Regions from separate parts of the Sparus aurata genome. Here region 1 is linked to region 2. A link is a contact called in public Hi-C data. All regions are on one chromosome and are shown on one strand. The core of a region is the stretch at or near the end of the contact, and the rest is flanking DNA. Distances in the headings are between cores, read along the strand shown. Region 1 holds the start of ap3b1a (adaptor related protein complex 3 subunit beta 1a). Region 2 holds the start of wdr41 (WD repeat domain 41).

Region 1 (5,933 bases), core at 3,406-5,905, 150 kb after region 2:
ATTGTTACCTCAGTTTGTTTATTTATTTGTTTAGGCAGGAAAAAAAATCAGCCACTGAAGATTTTTCTCCTCTCGTTAACATTTCTTCACCAAAACTACAGACTAAATGGCTTGAGTCAAAGATTCTCTGATTCCAGCGTCTCACATGTGAATATGTTCTGATTTCTTTCCTCCTCTGCGACAAAGTGAGACATCTGCAGACGTTATCTTGGGATTTTCTCACCATTTTCTGACATGACAACTAATCAAATAATGGAGAAAATCAGATATGGAGAAAACACATCAACCAACAATGAAAGTGCCTGTTAGTTGCAGCCCTTCTGTCACATACAACCAAAGCAGTGAAACCCAGTGAAACTCATCTTTAGTCACAGATAATCAGCCAATAAGACGACAGAACGTTGCAGGAATGTGACAAACACTCAATAAACTTAAATAACAAAAGCGACTGAAACAGTTTTAATTCCCAAATATGTAGCTGAGGAGACACGGATGCTTGAGGATGTACAGGCCGCAGCATTGTGAATTGTGTGGAGAGAGGAGCAGACAGAAGCATCATTCATGCCTCTGTGTTCTCACTCTGGTCCTCCAGCTTGGCTTAGAGGTCGACAAACATATGACCGAGACTAGCCTAACAGGGTGGATGATCATGTGAGACAGCTTAGAGGTTCACTTTAGCATGCTAAGCAACATTTAACGGTTTGGAAAAAGAAAAGGCCTCAAATTGAGAATCACAACAGGCTAAATCCTGCAGCAGAGAAAACTCCGCTGCAGGGTGAATCTGCAGGACAGATATGAGAACATTCCTAGATGAAATATTTACTGAGGTATTTAAATCTGGATCTGCTCTGGTGTGTCCTTCACATTCCCACTCAGGTAGCATCAAACCTGAGCAGCTCAGCAGCAGAAACACTGAGCTCACAAGTAAGTTAGTGAATGTAAAGGACGGATGTACTGATGTCTGGCTGCCCTCTAGTGGCAGATGTCTGGGATGAAACTCTGACCACAATCCAGTTTCAGTTTGACACAGTGGAAATCTGATTAAGCGTATTTTTGACAAGCTAACTGTGACGTGGTGTTAGCGTAACACAGCAACAACAACAGAGACAAGACTGCTGTCAAAATATGTCTCATGTCTTCACAGATTCTTGTTGTTCAAACTCTAAATATGCAACTATAACTTCAGATCATTCTGTTCTTATTCAGTCGTGTGAGTCTGTGTTTTGTTATCATGTCTGAGGATGTAAAACAGCTGCAGAATAATTCAAATAGGCTGCACAGTTTAATCTCAATGAATTCAACTATAATACAGACAAACTTCAGGGGTCATACTAACACATTCATACTTTAAATTTGTTCCTTTAATCTCAACTGTTTTGTTAGCTGTCAACTATGAAATTAATTAATTGGTTTGAACATTTTCTTAAGATTAAACAGGTTAAAAAAATCTCTGATTCCAGCTTGTTAAATGTGAATATTTCCTCCTCTGTGACAGTAAACTCTCCATTTTCTGACAGCTTATAGACCAAACAACTAATCGGTTAATCAAAAAATTGTCAAAGAATTAATTGACAAAGACAACAATCGTCACATGCAGCACTCAAAGTTTCAGCTGGTTATTCATCTTCAATGCACAACTGCTGGTAAGAAGCAGAAACCTGATTACAGATTAATCTGTGTATATCTCAGTTATTGGAGGTCATAAAACATTTACACTGCTCAATACTGTATTCTTCTCATATTGGAAAATCAGCAGCTGCAACCTTCAGTCTTTTCTACAAATTCTATACATCATTCCTCCAAACAAAAGACTTTTTACACTTTCCTCCAGATGTGAGCCACAAAGACACTTTTAACTTTATTATGCAAGTACGGACTGTTATAAAAAACAAGATTAGGGACTAAAAGTACCGTCTCTTGTCTCTTTAACAGATGCATCAAATGCAAAGATTTCTGTAACCGATTAAAGAAAATTCAATCGTACATTTGTAATAAATCACTGACTTTATATAACTGCTAAGAACAACACTTTCTATGCTGCCGTGTTGGAAAAGCAGAGCACAGCTTTCTGCAAGGTGCATACAGAAAGTAAAACAAAGTGTACAGAGGTCAAAACTCCTGCAACACTTACATACTGAATAATAAAGTTGGTCTACTTGTTGGCTTCTCTGCCAGGACTCCTTTGTAAAAGAGGTATTTCAACCTCAGTGGGAATATTTCTGGTAAAATGAAGGTTAAATAAATAAAAAATAAGCATCAAATATTTAAGTTTAGAGGAACTTCATGCAAGATCATTTCTGTCAGACTTCAGGGTGTGTAACTAATCTTTTTACGTTATTACGAGTAGTGTTTTGCAGAGTCTCCTGATGTTCCTGTTCTGGCCTGTGGCTGCAGAGTGCTGAGGCATGCAGAGGTCAGTGGATCCACCTGCAGGCTGACATGTTGTTATCATTTCCATGTGGTTTGGACACGACTGCTCGTTTTCTGCAGGTTTAACACCGATGTGCTGCAGGAGGGTTTTTGTTATCGGCTGTTTGTTTTTTTTAATACTACTAGGTTTGAAAATAATTTCAATGTGAATATGTGAATTTATAGAAATCTGACCGATACTACATCTTCTTCACAACAGTCTGAAGCTCATTTCACTGTGTGAACCTGCTGAAAACCACCAGTCTACAAGATAAGTATGGTTTCTTTTAACTTCTTAATACTATGCAGAAATGTAGAGATCATTCAGTCTGAAGTCTGGAGACTAGATGTCATTGCAGCTGACTCTGAAGAAAGTCACGACTGTGCACATCATATGAAGCTCTCGAAACAAAGATTAGAGACTCGCTGAACTGGTTAAAGAACTGACGCTGACAGATCAGATGTTGTTATCAGACTACAGGGCTGCAACTAACGATTATCACCACCGCTGATTAATCTGCCAAACGTTTCCTAGACCAATCGATTAGTTGTTTGGTTTATAAAATGTAGGAAAATGGTGAAAAACTTTGATCAGTGTTTCATCTTAATTGTCCCAAAGATATTCAGGTTACTGTCATAAAGGAGGAAAGAAACAAATAAATATTCATATTTAACGAGCTGACAGCAGAGAATTTAGATTTTCTTTTCTTTAAAAACTGACTCAAACTTGTTGATAACTAATCAATCAATCATTGCAGCTACTTCTTACCATGTGAAGTATACAAAGTGCTGCAAATGTTATATGAATGCTTGAAGCTCTTTCTTATTGTGTCCCGCTTTCATTGTCACCAACTAAACTTTATATTAACCGCTGCAAAAAACATAGTCTGTATAAAACTGAAGAGATTTGAGTGAACTCTAATGAAACAGTCCATCTAGCATTCTTTTCCAGGTTTTTAAGACAAAGTCAGTGAATTGAAACGTCAAAATTTAAACAAATATTACAATATTTGGATTCTGGACACCAGAATATTACATGGTTTAGTTGATCAAATCGCAGCAGATCGAATCTCTTAACACAGCTCAGCTTGGTGTGATTCACATTACACTGATAAATTACTGGCCTGATATCAGGAAATGTATATTATCAGCTACTTATTGATAGGGCTGTAGTTTCTAGGTGATGAAAAGAGCCAATAATGTGAAGCTAACTTGCTTTAATTGACTTATTTACAGCAGTGTTTACAGAATCTGACTCAGTTAGCTGCTGTTTAAGATCCAAGAAAAACACAGAAGAAGAAGAAGAAGTAGAAGAAGAAGAAGACGAAGAAGAAGAAGAAATCACTGCATCATCCATTTTGTCACAACATCTTAGCCTTTTTACCTTCAGGTGTGTAACTACAGGTTAGGAACTTGTGTGAAATCATCGTGTTTTGATCTTATTAATGAGGAGAATTAGAATAAGGAGGCAATTATCGGTTATTGGCTGAAATAAATCCATATCGTGCATCAACACTTCTCCTAAATAACACCCTCAACCTTAATGGAGGAAGAGTAACAGTCTCCAGGTGTGCAGCTACTTTTAAACACAGTTAACTTCATGATAAACATGATCAAATCTGCATATTTCTGTCTGTTACTTTAGACTTTATGTTGCAGCTACTGTCTCTTGTGAAAAAGTGAGTTCATGTCAAAGGACGGCGACACACAGGGGACAAACAAACCGAACAAAACGTCTCGACAACGCTTCAGAATGTTGACAGTTAACGAGCAGCTAACGGTCAGTCGCCATCACCGCCTAGCTTGTTGATGCTGCGGGGTCATTCCGGTCTCTTTTCGGGTCAGCTCCACCTTAAAGGTCACCATAACTGCTCAACTTCAGCACAAACTCACAACGTTAACAGCAGACGGAACTCATGCTAAGCTAGCTTACTTTTTGAAGTCGGTGCTGAAGAGTCCGAAGGCAGCTCCGGAGCTGGAGGTGGTCGGGGTGCTCTCCTGACCCGCTTCCACGGCAGCCTCCGCTCCTCCCTGGTCGTTGTACAGGACCGCCGTCGACATGTTCCGCATTCAAACAACTTCCCGATAAATGAACTTAAACTCGCACAAACTTATAAAGTGCTCATTAACTTGGCAACAGTCTTCCTGTAAACTTCTCCGAGATTTCACTCAACTTTTACACGCAGTAGCGGAAGTGTGAGCTGGACAAGTCGGTGTCACATGACAGGGCTGCCGCTGCACACGGAGCATAGATCGACAGCGACTAGACAGAGCCGCGTGCTGACGTACAAAGTGCGTGCACCTTCAAGAATGTCTAGATCTATGCTGGACACGCCCCGGGCCGTTCTGTTGCCATGGTAACAGCGAACGGCACTTGGAACTTGTCAGAGAAGAAGAACATTACGTACTTATCAACGTTTTTTACGTAAATAAAAGAAAAATCTCTTTTTATTGGTAATCAATAACATACGCGTTATCTTTTTAAATTATCTGAGGTGAAATTGTTGGCATTTAGTTTGTCAACAACAGTCATTTAATGTAACTTAAGTACAGTTTTGAGTATTTCCATTTCCTGCTACTCGTCTTCCACTTCACTACATTTCAGGAAAATATTTCTACTTTTACTTAATTTATGTGATAACTTTAGTTACTAGTTACTTTACAGATTACATGTTGCATCAGAGCCAAAGAAGTGGATTTTGTAAATTAATTTATTTTAGCTCAATCTCAATCACTGATTTAGACAATCAGAATAATTCTGAATATTAGATCCAATAATTGGTGTACAGTACATACACATGTAAATATATTTTTAATACTTAAAGAGACACTGTGTGCTTTTGAACACAATTTCATACTGTGTTATTTTGTTTATATGTGGCGGACCCTGCCACCTTCCTAGCTTCAAACAGTGTTCTGTGACCTTATTTTCCTCTGAGAGCAGCTTGTTTGCTCACTGATGGAAAAAAAAAAAACATTTGAGTTTTTTACTTTATTTTCTATTTAGACAATCCTTTATAACTTTACACACGAACAGAAACAATAAAACACATACAGAAGAAGAGTTTTATTCAGTGTTAATACAATAAATATACAAAACTCAAACTACTCAACATGCGACTGAAGGTGAAACCAGAGTGCTTTTCAAAAATTACAGCAAAATTCAGAGCAAACAGCCGACCGTCTGTAAATTGTACAAAATATACAAACATTCCTCACTACGTTTTATCAATAATTTCAATAAAGATTTAATGTTAGAGATGCTTCTGAGTTCATTCTCAGTGTTTCTACCACAAACCATGTTGATTATGAAGCTTAAAGCCACGGTCCATCGACAGAACATCACAGTTCACGTTGCAGTGCAGTCTAACGCCTTTCTCACATTTAACTTTTTAAAATAAACAGCAAAGTTCTGTTGGTGCAGCTCAGTCTGATTATCATTAAAGGAACAGTTCACCCAAAATCTAAAATCCAACCTTTAAAACAGAGTAAATAAAGTCTTTTTGAATCAATGTGTGACCTTG
Region 2 (6,662 bases), core at 2,226-4,725:
TGCTGAGTGATCTGATCACAGCTGGAGCTCAGAGTACAGATGTGACTGTCAGGGAGACGCACTGAGGACACATCTGAGATCCGAGCACTCAAAACACATTCAGCGGTGGCCTGAGCTGCATGTGACCACATTCTGGAAGAAGAAGAAGAAGAAGAAGACAGAAGAAAAAAAGGATGAAGATGACAGCGATGAAGAAAAGGAAGAAGACAGAAGAAGAAGAAAAGAAAGAAGACAGAAGAAGAAACAAGAAGACAGAAAAATAAACACGACAGCTACGAAGAAGAAGAAAAAGAGGAAGAAGATAGAAGAAAAAAGGATGAAGACGAAGGTGATGAAGAAAGGGAAGAAGAAGAAGACAGAAGAAGACAGAAGAAGACGGAAGAAGAAGACAGAAGAAAGAAGAAGACAGAAGAAGAAGACAGAAGAAAGAAGGATGTAGATGACAGTGACAAAGAAGAAGATGAAGAAGAAGGAGACAGAACAGCAGACAGAATGGATCACACACTGCCTGAGTTCCACGTGGTTCACTGTAATGTAAACGACATGTTTGGGCTCTCTTATCTTCTTCTTCTTCTTCTTCTTGTTTCAGAGGACTCCCTCTTGTGATCGGATCACTCGGGGTGGATAATGAAACCGGGTCTGAACAGCCTCCAGGTTAATAATAACTTCCAGTAGCTCCGTCTCCACCTGAGACTTCTTTAGAAAAACATCTGTCCTGAGGCTCTCCACCTTCACTTGGCCTCTGACCCTCACCCATCCACCGCCCTGTTCCCAAAATCAACAGACAGGATGAGCAGGATAAAACAGAGAGGTAAAAATAAGAAGGGAGGAACTGTCCAGGATACATTTTCGGACTTCAAAAGCAATCTGGAGAGAATTTTCTGGCCTTTGCCCCCGACTGAGGACCTGTGAGCGGAGAGGACGAGGCCCAGAGGAGGGGGTTATTACTGGGGGAGACCAGGCGTGACGCGACCCCACCTCCCCACCTCCCCACACACACACACACACACACACACACTTAGTTGTGTTATAAATCCCAATCTGAGCACTTATGCAGACGCACTGTACCATGCCAGTGTGCAGCATGCTTCCACAAAGCAGCGCCGAGAGGAGAGCAGGTGCATGTGTGTGTGCACAGCATTAACAGGCTTTAGCTCTACTGTACACTGCACACACACAATCACACAGCGGTGATGATTGGGCTCTTGTCATGCTCTGTAAGTTTTCCGTAGGTGAGGATCTCCTGTCAATCACAGAGGGATAGAGGCCAGCCGAGGGTAGAGAGGAGAGAGGTTAGAGAGAGAGGAGAGAGGGGGGGTCGTGCTCCGCTTACCTGAAGTCATCAATCTGCACCAGAAATCGAACAATGTCAAAATGTCCTTTCAGCACCTGCAGCTCAGTGAACCAGTTTTTGGGCTGTTCCTCTCCGATGCACAACACGGGGCTTTTCTGCAGACACACGAGGGAAAGTGTTGAGACAAACAGGCCGAGAGAGAGCCGAGGGAGTCCAGAGCTGCGCTGAATATCAGCGACTCGTCTTTTGTTTCCATTCCTCCTTTAAACTCGGCAGATGGTTTCACTCTCTGGGCTCAGAGACGCTGAATTATTACAGCTACAACAAACAGTTCCTCTTACTGTTGATTATTTTCCACATTAATCGATTAGTGGTTTGGTTGAAAAAGAAAATGTCAATGGGTGTTTCATCCTCAAATGTCCAAAGATATTCAGTTTACAGTCACAGAGGAGGAAAGAAACCAGAAAATATTCACAGCTAACAAGCTGAAATCAGATTGTTCTTACTTATTTTTTTATCTTTTATTAACTGAAATAGATTATCAAAGTAATTTGGGATTCATTTAATAGTTGACAACTAAGTAAATCGATTTATTTTGCAGCTCTTCAGCAAATTAACTAGTAGGAATGCAAATTTATAGCAATTTCTTGAATTGGTAGTAAAAAAAATTTATTATCTGCTCAACATGTATGAAATGTGTTGGATGTTGTTCAGTATGAAACTATTCTAACAGCCGACTCGATCAATCATCCTTCAGGATTCCTGAACATTTCCAGCGCTGCTTCGTTCACTTCACTGTCAGATTATTTCATCTGACTGAGTTTTGTTTTTGATTTGAGAGGAGTTCATGTTGTTGGTTCGATATGTAAACTGATTTTATTCATGAAGCACTTTGTGACCTCGCTGTGTGAACGCTGCTTTATCAAATAAACTTTACTTACTTACTGACTTTAAATAAATGCAGTGTTGGGTAACACATCAATATATTTCTTTTAGCGGTGACAGCGAGATAAAACACGTTACTAATAATATTTCAGTAATATATTACTACAGTTATGTCACATAACATGTTACAATGCCTGTTACTGAAGTGAGGCGTGTACTGTTGTTTTTTTTTAACATATTAATATAGAACCTGTTCGTTAATACAGCCGAGACTACAAGTTCTGTGTTCAGTCTCTGTGTGACTGAAATGAGGGTATTTTGTTTAAAGTAGTAAGTAATCCATTACTCTACTCAGACAGTAACGCTGAAATGAAGGTAACTAATCATATGTAATATTTTGCATTTTGAAAACAACTTTCCCAACACTGCATTCATGTAGAGGAGTAAAAAAAACTACAACAGTTCCCTCAATTGTACTCGTACAAGTACCTTAGAATCGCAGTACTTGAGTAAATATACTCAGTTACTTCCATCAGTGCTCGTCAGTCTCGCAGATCTTATTCTACAGACACATGAAGCTTGTGGAGATCAGACAGTAACATGATGCATCAGCTCAGACATCATCATCATTCATCACATCGAGATAAAAAGAGTAATAAGACACATTAAACATGAAGCTGGTGGAGTAACGTGACAGCTAGCTCATGTTTCACGTCTTATTTCCCGTGTTAGAAGCGTTTGTTCACTCTGGACATGTTGGAACTGTAATAAATTACCTCACAGTTTGTACATTTTAATGTTCTTGACAGCTAGCTTACACTTTCAGTATTAGCTTGTCTCAGGTAACGTTAGCTTCCGTTACTTCTCTTACCTCCGCGGAGCCCTGAGCCTCGCGACCACCGAGGATCCACCGCAGCATGACGTCAATATTAACGATTAACGACTAACTGATGAGCAGAATGAAGTCCGTTTATATATTAATCTGAAAACGAGCCGGAATCATAGCTAGCCTAGCGCGAACGTTAGCATAACAAACAAGCTAACGTCATTACGCTATAACGGTCGTAAACAGAAACACGAGACACTTCCGCTCGATTATTACCGCGCTAATTATCGGTAATTATGAGAAGATGACACGCTTCGTTACGTTAACCGGATAATTTAAACACACGTCAGTGAATGTGACGTTTCAGCAGCAGTTTGTGAGCCGGCTGCATGTTTTTAAAAGAGGTTAAATTCACTGACGACCACAACAAACCGCTCATGTGACTCAAACTACGGAAGCTTTGGAGGGACGCGATTCATCCAGGACGATAAAAAAAAGAGAAGCAAGCACAACAAACTGCTGGTTGTGTTTTATTCTTTGTTACAGGAACAAAGAGTTCATCATGTGTTCATTAACTAAACACAATGAACATCAGCTGCATGCTCAGCTTCAGATATAATAACAGAAGAATTGATCTATTAAATCTGGATTTGTTGGTTTGTTGGTTTATGCTGAGAGAATAATTAGGTTAATATCACTTTTACTGAATCAAAACAAAACATTCTCCAGTTATAAAGTCAAAATCAGGGACAAGGTTTATGGTCACAGTGCCAGAATAGATCACAAAGAATAAAAACTATTTATTCTGTTATCCTTTAAAGTTGATAAGCTGATGATTTACTGGATAATATCTGCACATGATTATTGTTCTTATTGTATTAGTCAACAGTGATATAGCAGATAACAACAACGTACATGTGGTGACCAAACAACAGTGTTTCTGTGCAATTTTGACTTCTTTAAAAGAAAAGAAAAGAAAATCAAACTCTTTGACACCCATCGAATAATGAATAATTAATTACGACAGATTTAAAGATTTAAAATCTTCTTGAAATAAAATCTTCATCACAGAATCTCTAAATATGTAATCAGTGTAACCAGGTCTGACTGATTATTATTATTAATAATATTAAGTATTTTCACTAACATCACAGTTAAAAGTCTGCATATAATCATGTTTAATCACAGAATTTTACAAAACAATATAAATATTGTCTGGTTAATGTTTCATGGTTGATCAATAAAACAGTGAATTGCATTTTAATTGTCTGCATGTGTTTAAAATGATCCAAGTACCCAGTATGTTATTACAACCTCGTGTTAATCAATTGTAACAGACTTTAGACACGTTCATTCACCTTGAAACATAAAAGTAAACATTAACTGAAAAACTCCATATAAAAAATGTATGTTAGCTGTACCTGCTTTTGTTTTTACTGTGAGAACTAAATAACTTGAGAAAAACACTTCATATTACTGATTAAAGGTCATTTAACTTGAGAAACTGAGTGAATGTTACTGCAGTTTGTCTATGTAATCAGTTCCAACAGTGGTTTGGAGTTCAATTAACTAATTGGGGTTTTAGAGTGAAGAACCTTATAAAGTAAAACAACATTTGGTTTGGATGGATTTCACTTTCTGCTCATCGTGTGTCGCGCTGAATATTTTCACCGTCTGATTTTAAGACATTTTTTCATATTCTGATCAGATTTCTTCTTCTCATCTAGTGAGAAGAAAATGTCAAAAAATAAAAATCTAGGTGTTAATTTGAGTTCATATTTCTCCTCTGAACATTTATGGAAATGTTTACATATTCAGTTAGATCATCGGGGGAGTTTTAATGATGAGACATGTGAGTTAACATTTGTTTCCTCTTCACCAGTTTCTGTCTAAAATGTCTGAATTTTAAAATCCAGAATATTAAAATGAGTTTTTCTCAGAATTCTTCACTTCAGCCTCTCTGACAGTCACCAGAGTTTCACAGCCTGATTTATAGAAGATTATAGATAAAATGTTATTGTCATTATAGACAATTTTAAAAACATGGAAATAATTGATTTCTTTTCGTGGCTGCCGACAGTATTTTATGATTTATGAGGAGATGAAAAGAGAAATCTGTAAAAACCTTTGACTCTAAAACGTCAACGACATGAAACAAGAAGTTTGAACCTGAATTCATCAGATGTTCAGATTTCAGTGATACTTCCATATTTAAACTCACATTTTATTATCTAAATGTTTGTAATCAGCTGAGGACGCCTCTTTCTAAAAGTGTTTCACATTAAAAGTCTGTCTTTGTCCACAGAACTCGTTCATTGTGTTCAAAACAAGCCGTGATGTCACAAAAAACATCCAAAGTAAAACTCTATTTTTTGTTGTTTTTGGAGGTGAAATATGAAGTTCCAACACAGTCAGCTGCAGTTTAAACAGGCGTCGTCCTCCTTTGTGCAGCTAGATGGCAGTGTGTGACAATCCCATGAGATGAGAGGAAGCTTCACACCTCCATGAACCACAGAGAACCAGAACCAGGAGCCTCCTGTTGTGTTGATCTGAATCATGAGCATAAATCTTCAAAACATCAAAATGGTTTGTTTGATTCTCGTGTGATTTCACTTCTCTTTGTTTCCTCCACCTGGATTCATGCGTTCATGTTGACCTGCTGTCTCTCTTCACATCCTCCATCCTCCATCCTCCACTCTCCTCCTCTGTTAACACACACACACATCACACACACAGTCACACACACAGTCACACACACACACACACACACACACACACACACATCACCCTAGCTGTGTCTACTCCTGCTCCCCCGATTGAGACGACATGCAGTGTAGGGCCTGTGACCTTCATGGTGGCTCAGATCTGCGGCTGGCACTGATTTCTGATTTAGTGTCGATCCGCCGCGCTTGTCAGGGGCTGCGAGGTGCTTTCCATGCGGTAATAGAAAAGCTCAAGGGCAGCTGCAGAGAGGAGGAGGAGGAGGAGGGTTAGGGGAGAGCGATTGGGTGAGGTGGAGGGAATGGGTTTTAGATTTGGGGACGGGCGACGCTCTGTTTGTTTAACTGTGTGTCAGATGTCTGGATGAATAGGTCAAATATGTAGAGAAGTGTTGTGAGTCTGTGGGATTAATTCAGAGGATGTGAAGGAACGTGAGCCGAGAACTGAAGCTGCAGGACGGCGGCTGAACTCGCTCTGAGCTACATGCTAATGTCAGGATGCTAACACGCCCGTAATGAGACGTTTAGCGGGTTTAATGTTTAACATGTGCTCCATCTTAGCTCCCCGTTAGCATGCTAACATCTACTAATTAGCCAGTGATGGAATGTAACTAAGTACATTTGAATACTGTGTACTTGAGTATTTCCATTCCACTAAATCTGAGAGGCAAATATTTTACTTTTTACTCCACAACATCACGTGAAAACTTTATTTACAACATATTTATTTAAATTCGTTTTGCTGGAGGAGGTAAATCCACCACACAAGACAACAAACAAGTAAATAACACAATATACATAGTTACACAAATACATTTAGTTACTTTTCAGATTTCATGTCACATTTTAGAATATAGTTTTTTCACCAGTTGGATTAAAAAACTCACATTAATTCTGATCATCACGCTGAATTTGTCAACCAGAATATAAACATACA

The links. A called contact is a pair of places that touch in the nucleus more often than the background predicts.
Region 1: a Hi-C map of an unstated tissue shows a contact between it and region 2, with 2.7 times the contacts expected there. The contact joins the promoter of ap3b1a here to the promoter of wdr41 in region 2. A contact is called at or near these places in 2 of 2 Hi-C or Micro-C datasets (skeletal muscle and an unstated tissue).

Annotation. Positions count from the first base shown.
Region 1 is chr12:27,989,084-27,995,016 of fSpaAur1.1, forward strand. ap3b1a (adaptor related protein complex 3 subunit beta 1a) reads right to left here and starts at 4,656. Exons shown (of 27, transcript XM_030436126.1): 1 at 4,343-4,656. The coding sequence starts at 4,479. It overlaps LOC115592868 (secretory carrier-associated membrane protein 1), which reads right to left. Exons shown (of 9, transcript XM_030436076.1): 9 at 5,462-5,933.
Region 2 is chr12:27,838,732-27,845,393 of fSpaAur1.1, forward strand. It overlaps wdr41 (WD repeat domain 41), which reads right to left and starts at 3,476. Exons shown (of 13, transcript XM_030436747.1): 1 at 3,051-3,476; 2 at 1,334-1,449. The coding sequence starts at 3,098.